Linked DNA regions of Pan troglodytes: region 2 is linked to region 1. The links are chromatin contacts, called in public Hi-C maps. All regions are on one chromosome and are shown on one strand. Each heading gives the region's core, a stretch centred on a gene start, on an enhancer-like site or on the middle of the called end of the contact. The rest is flanking DNA. Distances are from core to core; before and after follow the strand shown.

Evidence for each region. Hi-C and Micro-C count contacts between places; a contact is called where the count stands out from the background.
Region 2: a Hi-C map of induced pluripotent stem cells shows a contact between it and region 1, with 2.4 times the contacts expected there. The contact joins the promoter of POC1B here to the promoter of LOC112205011 in region 1. A contact is called at or near these places in 2 of 7 Hi-C or Micro-C datasets (induced pluripotent stem cells and stem cell-derived neural progenitor cells) and 1 of 1 other capture datasets (stem cell-derived neural stem cells).

Annotation. Positions count from the first base shown.
Region 1 is chr10:96,166,720-96,169,419 of NHGRI_mPanTro3-v2.0_pri, reverse strand. It overlaps LOC112205011, which reads right to left and starts at 1,392. Exons shown (of 4, transcript XM_063786188.1): 1 at 1,230-1,392; 2 at 431-778; 3 at 1-168. The coding sequence starts at 1,392. DUSP6 (dual specificity phosphatase 6) reads left to right here and starts at 663. Exons shown (of 3, transcript XM_001165821.8): 1 at 663-1,790; 2 at 2,405-2,700. The coding sequence starts at 1,391.
Region 2 is chr10:96,341,392-96,344,091 of NHGRI_mPanTro3-v2.0_pri, reverse strand. It overlaps POC1B (POC1 centriolar protein B), which reads left to right and starts at 1,342. Exons shown (of 14, transcript XR_008538532.2): 1 at 1,342-1,723; 2 at 2,396-2,480. It overlaps LOC104001628, which reads right to left and starts at 1,963. Exons shown (of 4, transcript XM_063785987.1): 1 at 1,806-1,963. The coding sequence starts at 1,833. It overlaps LOC134807494 (a long non-coding RNA gene), which reads right to left and starts at 1,376. Exons shown (of 3, transcript XR_010148105.1): 1 at 1,291-1,376.

The DNA.
Region 1 (2,700 bases), core at 143-2,642:
CTCCTTGCCCAGAAATCATTAACCAGCGCGACCTCCCAGCAGGCGATGGTGGTGGGGGGGCGGGGGGAGAGATACAGATTCCCCCGAACAATGGCTTGTAACTCCCCACGCCGCTGGAGCGGAATACAGTAAAAGCACTGGACTGACCTAAGAGTTTGCTTCTGCACTCTACATTGTTTTAAAGAAAATAAAATGTTATTTTAAGAAAAAAGGTTTTCTTCTGATTTTCTGCACAACCAGACGTTTGTTTGTTTGCTTTAAAATGTTTCAACAAAATCCTGGTTTGTTTCGAAATACGTTGGATTAGCATTTAACACCTCATCGGTCACTAAAGCCCAGTCAGTTCACCAGCCCCAACACAGCCTCGGCTAAAAGAACATCAGAGCAAACAGAGCTGGGCCTTTAAAAGTGGCAAACAAATGCCACACACCGCCTAAAGAAGGGGGGCTGGGGGAGGGGAGGGTTAAGGCGACCTTGGGTCCAAATGAGTTTGAAGGGAATACAAAGAACGAAAAGTCAGCACAAGTTTTCCTAAAGCTAGCTCGCGAACGCAAGCGTCGCGAACAAGGGCTTTTGTGCATGCTAATTGCGCCATTGGTGCGCAAAAGTTCCGACGCGAAGTGTGAACTCTCAACAGAAGGAAACATGAGACAACTGAAGTGCCCTGGTTTATGTGCCCTGCTCCTCCTCCGCTGCCGCCTCCCCTTCTTTCTCCTTCCTCCCGCCGAGCCCGCTGTTGCAGCTTGTTTGCACTGGGGCTTATCCGGAGCGGAAATTCCTTTCCGTTTTTGTGAATGACAAACTCATTAACAATTCATCAACACAACCTGTTCCAGCCGGCCCGTCCCCACGGCAACAGCCCCTTCCGCAGCACGCTCATTGGCTGGTCCGGAGAATGTATCCATTGAGACGCTCGCTGTTTGTATCCATTGAGGAGCTGCCTCGCGCAGGGGGTGTGCGAGGCTGAGTCCAAGAGATAGTGAGCAAATCGAGTCTTAAATAATCCGGGGAGAAAGACGCCCGGGTAGATTTGAGGTGCAGCCTTGGAGGGAGGGATTAGAAGCCGCTAGACTTTTTTTTCTCCCCTCTCAGTAGCACGGAGTCCGAATTAATTGGATTTCATTCACTGGGGAGGAACAAAAACTATCTGGGCAGCTTCATTGAGAGAGATTCATTGACACTAAGAGCCAGCGGCTGCAGCTGGGTGCAGAGAGAACCTCCGGCTTTACTTCTGTCTCGTCTGCCCCAACCGCTAGCCTCGGCTTGGGTAAGGCAAGGCGGAATTAAACCCCGCTCCGAGAGCGGCAGCTTCGCGCGCGGTGCGCTCGGCCTATGCCTGCCCCGAGGGGCGTCTGGTAGGCACCCCGCCCTCTCCCGCAGCTCGACCCCCATGATAGATACGCTCAGACCCGTGCCCTTCGCGTCGGAAATGGCGATCAGCAAGACGGTGGCGTGGCTCAACGAGCAGCTGGAGCTGGGCAACGAGCGGCTGCTGCTGATGGACTGCCGGCCGCAGGAGCTATACGAGTCGTCGCACATCGAGTCGGCCATCAACGTGGCCATCCCGGGCATCATGCTGCGGCGCCTGCAGAAGGGTAACCTGCCGGTGCGCGCGCTCTTCACGCGCGGCGAGGACCGGGACCGCTTCACCCGGCGCTGTGGCACCGACACAGTGGTGCTCTACGATGAGAGCAGCAGCGACTGGAACGAGAATACGGGCGGCGAGTCGGTGCTCGGGCTGCTGCTCAAGAAGCTCAAGGACGAGGGCTGCCGGGCGTTCTACCTGGAAGGTACGCGCCCAGGGAACTCCGCGCGCGGGGCAGGGCTAGGGGCGCAGGGCTGCGGGCGGGGCGCATGGACTGAAAATGCCTCTGCTCCGCTCAGCTGGAGCTTCGGAGCCGCGCTGCTCGCCTAGGGACCGGCAGCCGGCGAGGTAGGGGCCGCGAACCGCGCGTTCCGCACCAGAGAACCGGGCCGGCTCAGAATCCACCCGCTTCCGGCTGCGGGTACCGGCGGTTTCTTTCTAACGGGTTCTGCGCCTTCTTAGCCAGAACATCTTCCACCATCACCCTGTTTTCTATCGTTCGATTTTGAATTAAGGTTTGCAGGACGGGAGAGATTGTTGGGGATGCAAATTGGCACATCTTAGCTCTCAAAATATTCCAAAAAGTTGCCATTTTGTCTATTTCCGGATTTAAGCGAATAAGGGTTCCCTGGCGAGGCGGGCCCGTTCGTTCCATTCCCGATGGTGCACATTTAAAGTGTGTTTCTCTTATATATGGTTCTGTATGTAGGGGGTTCGTAGGATGCTTGTGGTGTTTCTTGCGCCGGGCTGCGGTTCTTACAAGCTGTGAAAACTACTACGGCTTCTCAGGTTACACGATTGCTTTTCTCGTTCTGGCAGGTGGCTTCAGTAAGTTCCAAGCCGAGTTCGCCCTGCATTGCGAGACCAATCTAGACGGCTCGTGTAGCAGCAGCTCGCCGCCGTTGCCAGTGCTGGGGCTCGGGGGCCTGCGGATCAGCTCTGACTCTTCTTCGGACATCGAGTCTGACCTTGACCGAGACCCCAATAGTGCAACAGACTCGGATGGCAGTCCGCTGTCCAACAGCCAGCCTTCCTTCCCAGTGGAGATCTTGCCCTTCCTCTACTTGGGCTGTGCCAAAGACTCCACCAACTTGGACGTGTTGGAGGAATTCGGC
Region 2 (2,700 bases), core at 93-2,592, 170 kb before region 1:
ATACCTAGCAGTGAAATTGCTGGATTATAAGGTAATTGTATGTTTAACTTTTTAGGAACTGACAAACTTTTTCACAGAGCTACATCATTTTACATTCCCACCAGTATATAGCATTAGTTTTAAACATGGCAGGCTTTTAAAATAAATCAAGCCTAAACTGGTAATATGTAGCAAAACTAAGAGTCCTGCAACAGTTTGCTGACAAGTTGCTGATATCAACACTCTTAACATATCATCTCCTAGACTAATGCAGTGTTTCTCAACATAGACAGCTGAGACTCCCATAGTAATCATCTATGGAGCTTGTTACATCAGAAGGGCCCTGGACCCCACCTTGTATATGTTGATTCAGCATCTCTGGAAATGGAGCCCCCAAATCAACATTACAAATGCTAAAGCATGAGACTCACCAACCCTAGATTGCTGAGTTCTTGAAGGTAGGGGAAATATCTTAGTCATCATTGTGTCCCTCAAGGCCAAACATACAACAGATATTTAACAAGTGTATACTTAAATTAACTAATACTGTAATCTAAAGCCTACCTGTTTAGTTGTTAAGTACCATATTCAATAAAATTAAACTCAATCACTAGACAACTAGGGAATCTGTAATTAAGGTGTGTAGCATACCTTTCATTTGCATAAAACACATATCTTACCAGCTGTGTTCTATCATGCCCTTTGATGTTGCTAAGGATCTTTACACTATATGTAATTTTCAGCTCAGAACATCACGCTTTGAGGCAGGGTTAAAAAAAAAAGATATGGACTTGGAATTAGAAGAACTGTCTCTGTGTGACCTCTAAGACCAATATCTAGGAATCAAGTTTATAACTTGGAAACATTGAAAACATTTTGTAATTCTACCAACTTCATTGTTTGGCTGAAGCAAATGATACTATGTGTAACAAAGCCTGCTGTAGAAACGTGGTCTCACAAAAAACAAACAAAAAAAAACCATGTTTCCAAGTCTTCCTAAAGACTTTAAGTATCCAGCTGTGTAAGTTTAGTGCTCTAAGGTATACGCAAATGAGCAGATGAGAATGGAAACATATCGCTGAAAATTATTAAGTGCATGCACAACATTTATTCATTCATTCACTCATTCATTCATCACGCACATCCAGCATCTATATCAATATCCTGCAGGGCACTGTGTGGAAAACAGTGGTTAAATAAATTTAAATCTGCCCTCAGGGGATTTAGTTCCTTTTAGTATATTAATAACTAGCAAGCTGCCCCTCTTCATGTCAAAGTTTTACGTCAACAAAATAAGCGGTAGGGGATCACCTTAAACGTCACGGGTGCTGTCTCTTTAAAACGTAATAGAACTCTGATCGCATCGATCACAGGCTCACAACGCCCTTCCATTCATCGCTCTTATTCCCGTCCTGGTTACTACCCCACTTCCTGACATCAAACCAGGGAGAACGCGAGTGTTACTTAACATGGCTTGGTGTGTGGCCACAGCTGACCCGGCGCATACCTCCCGTCCTCTCTTTACAGGGCTGGCGGTGTCTCGGGGCTCGGCTGGCCATGCCTGGAGCGCGGGGTTTGACTGGGCCGCCGTTGTTGTAGTGACCGGGAGGCGCTGCCGCTCTGGGCAGACGGTTCCGGGAGCCGCACGGTCCCCTCTCCTTCCCCATCCCCTCCCCTCCCCTCTCCGGGTTCCCCCACCCACAGGAGCCTTGGGCCGACCACTCCCCCGATGGCCTCAGCCACGGTAAGGACGGGTTGGAGGTGGGGGGTCCCTCCCTGGAGCCTGTCCCGCGGGCTGCGGGGCCAGGTCCGGGCCGAAGCCGCACCTGGCGGGAGATGGAGGCAGGTGTCCATAGCCGGGTCCTGAGCCCCTCGTCCCGGGGCGTCCGTATCTCACTCTCTGCCATCGGGGCGGACGGAGTGTGGAACCCAGACCCGGCTCCCGGACGCTCTTCCCCGAGTTCCGGAGCTCCGGACTGAGCTGGGCGGCCCCACGGCCCCCAGAATTCTCGGAGGGTTTCCGTGGAGCGCCTGCGTCAGAATCACCTGGGAAGTATTAAAAAAAAAAAGTACCAAAGCCGAGGCGCATCCTCGCACCTGCCTGCCTTGTGCCAGCGGGCGGGGCCCGGGAACGTGCATTTCAAAGGGGCCGCGGTTCCTGCGATGCGCTGGACTCTGGGAAGCGCGAACAGAGCGTTTTGCGGGCTCTGCGGGGAGAGCTGGCGCCGGCGTCTCCCTGTAGCAGGACTGGGCGCCGCGCCCGTGGGTGGGCTGCTGCCTGGCCCCGCCGCCCAGCCAAGCCGCCGCCTGGGTGGCCATTCCCAAGCCGGACTCCGGGGAAGTGGCAGCGTGGATCCCAGCCGCTAGAATTCGAGGTCTGCGGCGGCTTTCAAAACTTGACAACTTTCCTTTCCAGGAGGACCCCGTTCTGGAGCGTTATTTCAAAGGCCACAAAGCTGCGATCACCTCCTTGGACCTCAGCCCCAACGGCAAGCAACTTGGTAAGTCTTATTCTTGTTTTGCTTTTGTAATGAGACAAAACTCCACGGGTCGGAAACCTTTCCTCCTGTCCGGGCAGGGTCCCTAGGAGAACGGCTAAGGGCCTCTATGAGGGTTGAGAGCACCCGGAGACGAGGGCCCAGCGCGGCGGGGCGCAGCTAGGGCCCCCTCTGCCATTCCGGCCCCCGGCCCCCGGCCCGGCCAAGAGCCTCCTATCCAGCG